2 separate regions of the Sus scrofa genome follow, and region 2 is linked to region 1. Evidence: chromatin contacts called from public HiChIP or PLAC-seq data. All regions are on one chromosome and are shown on one strand. The core of a region is the stretch at or near the end of the contact, and the rest is flanking DNA. Distances in the headings are between cores, read along the strand shown.

Evidence for each region. HiChIP or PLAC-seq counts read pairs in DNA pulled down with a chosen protein or histone mark.
Region 2: a contact with region 1 is called in an H3K27ac HiChIP or PLAC-seq map of alveolar macrophages. The contact joins the promoter of CHRAC1 here to the enhancer-like site in region 1. A contact is called at or near these places in 1 of 5 promoter capture datasets (skeletal muscle), 11 of 47 Hi-C or Micro-C datasets (differentiating spermatogonia, embryonic fibroblasts, fetal liver and 5 more) and 2 of 2 datasets of contacts at active chromatin or transcription factors (alveolar macrophages and skeletal muscle).

Annotation. Positions count from the first base shown.
Region 1 is chr4:2,916,647-2,921,715 of Sscrofa11.1, reverse strand. No RefSeq gene overlaps it. Among named protein-coding and RNA genes, the nearest start is that of AGO2, 48 kb to the left of the region's middle. Within about 2 kb of position 2,250, at least 59 of the 83 cell types and tissues checked have an H3K27ac peak or open chromatin away from gene starts, as enhancers often do. A contact at or near this core is called in alveolar macrophages, differentiating spermatogonia, embryonic fibroblasts and 5 more, where this site is marked.
Region 2 is chr4:3,026,943-3,031,687 of Sscrofa11.1, reverse strand. CHRAC1 (chromatin accessibility complex protein 1) reads left to right here and starts at 2,880. Exons shown (of 3, transcript XM_021088860.1): 1 at 2,880-3,128; 2 at 4,409-4,535. The coding sequence starts at 2,982.

The DNA of each region.
Region 1 (5,069 bases), core at 1,001-3,500:
AGTGCAGTGGCCAACACTTGCTGGGTTCCTTTACAGGGACCGGCTAGGTGATACTCTGCCACGCCTCCGGAACGGTGACAACATGGCCCCCCATCCTTCCCCACCTGGGCTGAGTCACCTCCCAGGGGTACGGTTAAAACCGTTCTCTATCAAACTGCTGAGAGCCCGTAAGGATTTAAAAGTTGGTCAGGCTCAGCCTTGGAGCAGCTTTCTAAGTGACATGAGGAAAAAAGATGCTGAGTATATTCACAGGGCGGAGAGCTGTGTGTGAACAGACACAGCAGTGGGGGGAAAACGTTAAGGGACCCAAACGGATTGAGAGAGCCTGGAACAGGTCAGAGACAGGGCCCCAACAGCTGGAGGCGGGGAAGGGCCAGGGCACCCAGCAAAGACTGGACCAAGCCGACCCCCGGCAGGGCCTGCAGCCCGCTGGAGCCTGGTGGACAAAGGGGACAGGATATGCCCTGTTCAAGCGGCAGGGCCAGCGGGAAATTTAGGAACCACGTGCCTGGCAGGAGAAGGGAAAGGCTTTACAACACCTGACCATTTTCTTGGCCCAGCAAGTCAATCGCCCTTGTATTCCGCATCAACAAAAAAAAAAGTTTTTCAAAAAATGTGCCGCTGTTTTGAAGTTTTTTAGAACTTTTCCAAAGAACGAGAGTCTACTGGTGGGAAGGGATGCTAAGGAAACCAACCCTCCCCTCACCTTCCCCTAGTAAACTGTAAAAGGCAATTAGCACTTGAATAAGGAGCCCGCGTGTCTGGAATGAAAATGAGACGCACGCAGCTTGGGGGTTTTAGGGTGCCGCTTCCCATCCCTCCCGCTCTACGGCCCTAACTACCAAGCAGAACTGGCCCAAATGCAGCCTCTCCAGACTTTCCCTTGGAGAAGGGGCCGCAGAAGTGCTGGCAGAAAGAAAAACGAAACTGCGCGCGCACCAGGCTGGCCCCGCTTCGGGCTGCGCCTCCCCGCCGCTCGCCTCCCCGCGCCGCCCGCACCCCGAGCCCGGCGCCCCCGGCCGGGGCCTCCAGGCCCTCGGGCGCTGAGAGCCCGGCCCCGGCCGCGGCCCCGCCGGGGCCCAGACGCCTGGCGCGGGAGGCCGGGGCCGCGGCCGGGCCAGGCGGGCGCCCGGGCCTCGGGCCTACACGCCGGCCGCCCGGCCCAGTCCCCTGCCAGCCGGGTCCCGGGCCGCCGGGCCGCGGGGAGGGCCCAGGCCGCGCGGGGCGCCCCGACGACTCGGGCCCGAGGAGGCCGGGGCTGCGCGTCCGCCGCGGGGCCGAGGCCACGGCCAGCGGCCGGGGCCCTCCGACCCCGCCAGCCCCGCCGCCGCCGCCGCCGCCGCCGCCGCCGCGCCCCCAGGCCCCGGTCCCCCGGCCTCCCGCCCGCCGCGCGCGCCGCGCTCGCGCCCGGCCAGCCAACGGCCGCCGGCGCCGAGGGGAGGAGCGCGCGAGCGGCCGGGCCGGCGCCCCGAGCGCGAGGACTCACCGGGGCCGGCTCCCGAGTACATGGTGGCGCCGCCGAGGGGCTCCGGGGCCGAGGGGCGGCCGCGCGCGCGCCACGGGCCCCGACGCCGCGAGCCGCGAGGGAGCCGCCGGCCGCACGATCCGCCCCGGCGCGGCCGCCTCGCCAAACAGGTTTACCCGACGCGGCCGGGGCGGCGGGCGGGGGCGGCGGACGGAGGCGGAGGCGGCGGGCAGGGGGGAGGGGCGAGGGAGGCGGGCGGGGGAGGCGGGGCGGGGCCGCGCGGCCGCGGCGGGGAGGCGGCGGGGGCGGGGCGGGCCGGCGGGGGCGGGCGGGGGAGCCGGGACGCGGACGCGGGCGGCGGGGGCCCGGGCGGAGCGAGGCCCCGCCGCGGGGCGGGGCGGGCGCGGGGCGGGCGGGCGGGGGGGGGCGCCGCGCAGCCACTCAGGAGAGCGACGTCTCCTCCGACTGGGCGGAGCGGGCCCGCGCGGCGCTGCCACCGGAGACCGGGAAGAAAGAAAAGAAAACACACCCCTTGTTTGCCCGCCGCCTCCGGCGCGCGCGGGGAGCCCGTTCCGGCTGCGGGCGGGCGGGCCCCTTCCCCACCCTTGGCCCCCGCCCGGCAGGACGCGCCTGGGTACCGTGTGGACGTGGTGGTGTCCGCATCCCGGCGCCCGGGCATCTCAGCCAGGCTGTTTTTAAGTTATTCCCGCAACATGAATGTCGCGAAGCTTCCTCCGGCCCTGGAGCTTGAACTTGAACGCGCCCCGGCCCTCGCACACTACCACACCGCCACCTCCCGGCCGAGAACCCAGATCATCCACGTAAAGAACTAAACCGTTGAAATTCGGGGTCAGTCGGAGCCGCTGTCGATGATGACATCAAACTAAAACCGCCCCTTCCAGCTCTCGGGGCCTCCGCAGTTGCTTGCTGCCCCTCTTGTGTGGGAACGTTCTCCCCTAGCCCACTACTCCATCCATCGAGTCCCGGGAGGTCCAGCTGTTTTTGGAGGCTTTTCCGGGGAGCCAGACGCAGGTCACCCGTCTCCCCTAACTGGTGGGTGATTAGAAGCCGGAAGGTGAAATACAATCCAAAATTGCTCGTCATCTTTTTAACATATTTGCCTACTCATTCCTTCATCCTGCAAGCACGAATTATCCGCACACTGGATGCTGCTAACTCTGTGTTCCTCAGGCCCACCGTGGGCCAAAGATGAACGGGAGCGGTGCCTCAAGCAGCCAATAGGTTTTCGCTCCTCTGCGCAGTCCTCAGTGACATCCCTAAATAAATGCAGGGGGACCACCCTGTCCTCCAGAGAGGAACCTAAAAGGACGTCGATCTTCAGCAGCACTGATACGAATGCGAGTGGGTCCCATGGCGTCACCCTCCCAGATGCCCTTCCATCCTTCTTAATCCTCTGCCCACCACCTGCACTGTCCTGGAGGCCTGGATGGCCCCTCCACTGCACAGTCATGCTGTGTGAACACAGACCTGGCGCTGCCCGCTTCGCTTGCTCGGACCCTTCCCTCTCCCCATTTCAGTCTGCATATGGCCCCAAATCCTTCATTTGCTGTACAATGCCCTGTGTCTGCCAGCCCCTGCTTTGCCAGAATCATCTACGTCACCTTCAAAGGCGCCTTAGGTTCACATCTGCACTTTCTGAAGAGTATTGCTGTGGGAATGGGAGTCAGCACAACCACTTGGGGGAAAATGTCTGGGAAATCTGCTAAAAAGACATTTGTCTGGTAGAAGCGAACGGCACAAGACCTTCGGCAGCTACTTGGCTGAAATGTGTGTTTGGGAGCCCCGGAAGCCCAGGTAGGAATGCTTGTCAGGGAGCTCGCACGGAGAGGCGGTGCGTTAACATCCGGCTTGTCTCTGCGGAGGCGCCAGTTCCGTCCCCGGCCCAGGCGCGGTGAGTTAAGTGCTGCAGCTGTGGCGTCGGTGCATGCCTGGGCAGCGGAAAAAGGAAAAAAATGCACAGGGGCAGAGGACTGGGTGCCACCCAGCTGTTCACCAGCTTTAGAATAGGTGGTGAGAGCAATAGGTACTTGTATAAAGTGGGGTCCAGGGGTGCAAATGAACAGCCTTCAGCCACCGGCAACAACGTGGATGGATCTTCACAACAGAGCCAATAAGGCACGGCTGCATTTTATAAACTGCATCGCTTAGGGATGTATCGTTGCACAGAGGAAGGCTGAGGAAGGTGGGCCTGGGGCTTTGGGTGGGTGCACGCACTCCTTCCCACAACGGCGCCGTTTATTCTGCCATAGTCTCTCAAGTTGCACGCTTATTTTTATACGCTTTTATATGCTTTGCTGTCTTTCACCACAAAGACTTTTTTTTTTTTTTTTTTTTTTTTTTTTAGGGCCACACCTGTGGCATAGGGAGGTTCCTGAGCTAGGGGTCGAATCAGAGCTACAGGTGCCGGCCTGCATCACAGCCACAGCAGTGCCGGATCGCTCAGAGTCTGAGGCCTACACCACAGCTCATTGCATCGCCAGAGCCCTAACCCGCTGATGGAGGCAAGGATCAAACCCACATCCTCATGGATCCTGGTCGGGTTCATTAACTGCTGAGCCACAAGGGGAGCTCCATAAAGACATTTTAAAATCATGGAGTTCCCCTTGTGGCACAGCAGAAACGAATCCGACTAGGAACCATGAGGTTGTGAGTTCGATCCCTGGCCTCACTCAGTGGGTTAAGGATCCGGCATTGCCGTGAGATGTGGTGTAGGTCGCAGACATGCCTCAGATCCTGCGTTGCTGTAGCTGTGGTGCAGGCCAGCGGCTACAACTCCGAGTCGACCCCTAGCCTGGGAACTTCCATATGCCACGAGTGCGGCCTTAAAAAGCAAATAAATAAATAAATAAATAAATCATAATCATAAATGTCATCACTCTCCTACTTCGCAAGCCTGCACTGCGCGCGCTGTTGTGCAGACGCACAACCTCACGCACCCGCCGGACCATCCTTCTGTCCGAAATCCCTGAATCACCGAGGCCTCGCGGGCTCTTTGCTGCTGTAATCTCTGGCCTCAGAAAGCGCCGCCTCCCTCCGCTCCGCCTTGGCCCCTTTGATCTGGGGCCCCCAGGTAACTTTGTTGCAAGGGCTCCGGGCCCCCAGCGAGCCTCCTTCACCCGCTTCTTCTCCGCCGAGCCCCGCCCCGGCCCCGCCCGCCCGCGCGGCCCGCCTTCGCTCACCTCTCCAGGCGTCACCCTCCACCCGCGCTCGGAGAGATGCTGCCTCCTTTCTGCGCGCCCTGCCTCGTCCCCCCAGCGCCAGACCCACCGTGCTCAGCCGTTTCTCCTGTGGTCCCCAGCATGGCCACATCCACCGAAGAAAACCCCAGGCCCGCTGCCCCTCCCCCAAGAGGTGACTCCCCTTAGCCCATTTAATCCCGTCCACTCAATGCTCCGAGAAACGCCTCTAGAACCTTCTGCAGGCGGCCACTGCTCTGCTCCTCCGCTGGTTGCTGACTGCCTGGGGCCCATCTTTCTCCCGGATAGAATTCACCGCTCCTCATTTGGGTCCCAGGCGGATGCCTCTGCTCTGATGAGCCTGTAAGGTGTAATCACAGCCAGGAACCCACGCCATGGGCAGCCCC
Region 2 (4,745 bases), core at 1,631-4,130, 110 kb before region 1:
TAGCTCAGCAGGTTAAGGACCTGGCACTGTCACTGCAGTGGCACAGGTCTGATCCCTGGCCCGAGAACTTCGGCACGCCGCGGGCACGGGTTCCACTGCCATCAGAATGAAGCCAAGCCGCCTGGCTCCCTGCCTCCCTCCCTCACCAAGCTCCTCTGGGCCCCTCACAGTCGCATGCCACCCTCCCTCCCGCAGGCTCTCCCGTCCAGAGCGCTCCTCTCGCCCCAGCCCCGCTCTTCCCCGCCTTCAGGTCTGACCAGAAAATACCGCTTCTCAGGGAGGCCAGCCCATCGCCCTCACCGGGCTTTGCTTCCTCACAGCACTCACCACAGGCGACCTGATGGCCCCGCTCCCTTGTACCCGGAACCGCCAGGTGACTGAGCCGGAGGCAGACATGAAGACTTCTCTAGCACCCCAAGTGTCGCTAATCCGGAGCATCTGCGACGTGGGGCCTCGGTTCCCCGTCTCAGAAAGACTCAAGAGCAGTGACTTTCAGAAGCCACGAAACCTGCAGTGTTTCTTGGAGGAAACACTGATTACTCTGTGATCATGACTTCATGGTGAGCAGAAGGGAAACCAGAGGGGTTGTTTTCCAGACTCCTTCGAATGACCTGTGAAGTCCAAGCGATATGGGGTGACAGGACCGCGGCGGGAGCACGGCCAGCAGACACAGCGATGCGGGCTCTTGCAAGGTGCGCTAATGCACAAGAGCCACCTGCAAAGGAGGCGGGGCTGGAGGGCGACTTGGATCTTTCTGTGCCAGGAACATTCTTCACACTCTCAGGGCGCCCTGCGAGTGAGTGGTGGGGCCATCTCGCCCAGCTCTCAACAGCATCCAGTCCAGCTGATCAGCTTCTTTCAGAAAGAACTTTCTTTGATCTGCTTTATAGACACCCGAGCCCCTGCTTTTTCTCTTACTCAACTGCCATTTCTTCCAGTTTCCCGGCTTTTCCTTCTGCTTCCATCTCATTACACTAAAGTACCCCAGGTCCTGGTCCTTAGATCTTTTTTTTTTTTTTTTGTCTTTTTGCCATTTCTTGGGCCGCTCCTGCGGCATATGGAGGTTCCCGGGCTAGGGGTCGAATCGGAGCTGTAGCTGCCAGCCTACACCAGAGCCACAGCAACGCAGGATCCGAGCCACGTCTGCGACCTACACCACAGCTCACGGCAACGCCAGAACCTTGACCCACTGAGCAAGGGCAGGGACCGAACCCGCAACCTCATGGTTCCTAGTCGGATTCGTTAACCACTGCGCCACGACGGGAACTCCGTGGTCCTTAGATCTGCTCCATCAACACGCTCCTCCCAGACACGTCCATTCAGTCCACGCTTTTAACCACCACCCAGACAATGGCGGCTTGGAATTCAGTGCTCAAGCCTGAACTCCAGGCTGGAAGAGCCAAGAGTCCACGAGACACCGCCACTGGCGTTCCCCAGGCGACTGAAACCTAACGTGCTCCAAACCACACCTGGGCCAGCTCTGCTCCTCCTGCAGTCTCCATCTCAGCAAACAGCACCACGGTTCTTTCACTCTTACTCCATAACACACTGGCAAGCCCTGCTGGCTCTATCGTCAAATTAGATCCCCTATCACCGCTTCCACTCGGGTCTGACTCACTGTCTCTCTCCATCCCCGGAACCGCTTCCTAACTGTGCTCTCTGCCTGCTTCCGCTCCTGCCCCTGGACGATCTATTCACACACAGCAACTTGAGGATTCCTTGTAAAACTGAAGGGGGACCCCCTTACTCCCCCCAACCCTTTTGGAAGGAATTCTGTGATCTACAAAGCCCTATCTCATCTGGCCCATGGCTACTTCCTATCATCCGTTCCCTAGCTCACTTCACCCCAGCCACACCTGCATCCCATTTCATCACCTGCCATCACCTTCTACTCTGCAATTTCTTTGCTTCCACCCTTTCAACCTCCCCATCCTCACCACTCCCCTCCGGTCTATTCTCCATCAATAGCCAGGGGGATTTTTAATAAAATTTAAGACGGGAGGTCCCGACGCGGCTCAGCTGAAACGAATCTGACTAGCACCCAAAAGGACGCGGGTTCCAGCCCTGGCCTGGCTCAGTGAGTTAAGGATCCCATGTTGCTGTGGTGCAGGCCGGCAGCTACAGCTCCGATTTGACCCCTAGCCTGGGAACTTCCATATGCCCCAGGTGAGGTCCTAAAAAGACAAACAAAAGCCCCCCCCCAACTTAAGAGACATATCCCCTCATCCCTCTGATCTCTTTCAGCACTTCCCATTTTCCTTATTATTATTTTGTTTTTTAGGGCCACACCCGCGGGGCGTATGGAGGTTCCCAAGCTAGGGGTCCAATCGGAACCGTAGCCGCCAGCCTACACCACAGCCACAGCAATGCAGGATCCGAGCCGCGTCTGCGACCTACACCACAGCTCACGGCAACGCCGGGTCCTTAACCGAGTGAGGCCAGGGATTAAACCCTCAACCTCCCGGTTCCTAGTCGGATTTGCTTCCGCTGCGCCACGACGGGAACCCCCATTTTCCTTCTTCTACAATCCAATAGGACCCGGCCCCAGGCCGCCTCTCCGCCTTCATCCCGCACACCCCGGGCGCAGAGCGCGCCTCCCGAGCTTTCCGGAAAGGCTCCTCCCTCCGCGCCGTTGCTGCTGCTCCTCTTCCCAGCAAAGCGCCTTCTCATCAACAGGGCCGTCCGCGCTCCTCACTGCCCAGCCCCCTCCCTTCCCCCCGCGGTTCCCAGTCCTCTCCTGCCTACACGGTATCTGCCTCGACCTTCAGGGAGACGCCTCCCCGGCCCCCGCCCCCGGCCCAGCCGCCCTTCCTTCCGCCTCGTCCGCGCGCGGCATCACGGGGCTTGTAGTCCGCGCCCGGGGCCGCGCCTCCCGACACTACAACTCCCACGGGGCAGCGGGACGCCGCTCCCGCACCAACCGAGCGGGCCGGCCACCTCGCGGCGGGTCGGGGCTGCCGCCGCGGGGGCGGGGCGCAGAGATGGCGGACGGGGTCGCGGGCAAGGACAAGTGCGGGGAGCCTCGGCTGGTGTCGCTGCCCCTGTCCCGCATCCGGGTCATCATGAAGAGCTCCCCCGAGGTGTCCAGCATCAACCAGGAGGCGCTGGTGCTCACGGCCAAGGCCACGGTGAGGCGGACCGCGCGGGGAGGAGTGAGAAGCGGAGGGCGACAGTGGGGGCCGCCCGGGACCGTTGCGTCCCGCCCCGCCCTCCGAGCCCGGCCGAGTCCCGCCGCGCTGCCCAGTACCCCTCGGCCCGCGCGCCGCCCGCTCCCCTGCGCGCGCCCGCGCGCTCTCCTGGGCGCGGCCTCGCTGCCTTCCGCCGCGCGCTCCCCAGCTCCCGCGCGCCCTTCGCCCCGCCCCCGGGCGTCAATCCCGTCTTACCCCGCGCGCCCTCGCCCCGCCCACTCCGTTCCCGGCCTCCCCCGCGCGCCCAGCGCCCCGCCCACCCCCCCTCCTTCGGCGTCTCCTCCTCCCGAGTTGTCGGCCCCCAACCCCAATCCCTCCCCTCTTGTCGCTTCCGGCCGCTTCCGCTTTCGTGGCTTTGGGCTCCACCCCTCGGACGGTTGAGCGAACGGGCCCGCGCCTTCCTCCCAGTCTTCGGGGCCGCACGTCCCCAGGTCAGAATTAGCCTTTCCAGGGCCGTGGTTTTACAGCCGGAGGTGCTAGCCCCTCCCCGGTCTTTTGATTTGGCGCGTGGTGGGCGTTCTTGCCCAGGGCCAGGTTTCAGCTGCACGGTTTCCCTCGCTTTCACGTTCCCTAGAGTGGCTTCCGGCCCCTGCTGGTTGCGCCCAGTGTCCGGTGTCCCTACGGTCAGGGTGAGGGCGGTGGGAGGTCACGTGGTCTTGGGATAGTTGTGCTTTCGGGTCCAGCTTCGTTCTGTAGGTGTTAAGGAATTGAGGAGTTTCGCAAGCACTTCTTCCATCCCTTACTAACGGAACTAGGTGGATTTAAAATAGAAATTCCCAGAGGCTCAGCCCAGGGCTCAGTCTGGGCAGAAAGGGAAGCTGATCGTTTTTTTACCTTTAGGTTGTTGACCGTAACGGTTGTAGGCGGACAGCCTGGAAACACTGTGTTCAAACGGAAGTGTGTTCCTCAGCCACACCGAATTTTTGAATGGTCTCTTGCCCTTTTTAACTCCAGAGGTTCGTCATTAAATATGACTCATTGTTGAATCACTTTTGATTATTTTTCATAAGTTATAAATCTAAAGTAAACTTTAGGGAGACGCCTGCTTCCCTGACAACTTAATTCAGCCTTTGTTTCCTTTCTGACCGCGTAGTCCTTTCTCGCGTGATTTTCTGTAATTTGGGAAACCGAGATAATCTGCAGTCATCGAAATGAGTGTAATTAAAAATGAAGGTCTGTAAGTTTTCAAAGCACACCTTTCGTTTTTCATTTTGTTTTAGGAACTCTTTGTTCAGTATCTAGCCACCTATTCCTACCGACATGGCAGTGGAAGAGAAAAGAAAGCTCTCACTTACAGTGATTTATCAAACACTGCAGAAGAGTCGGAAACTTTTCAGTTTCTTGCAGGTATTTAGACTTTCAAACATTCTGCTTAAAAAAAATGCTTAGCAATTTACGCTTTTTTCTCTGCTCTTTTTTCTTCTTGCGCTGAAATAGACACTTGGCTGTTTTCTCTAGGTGCCAGAGTTTCCCACGACCTGGCATGAGTCTTAGTTTTGGCCGTTTGAGTATGTTTGTAATGTGATTCACCTGGACCAAGAAGCCAGCACTCTCCCT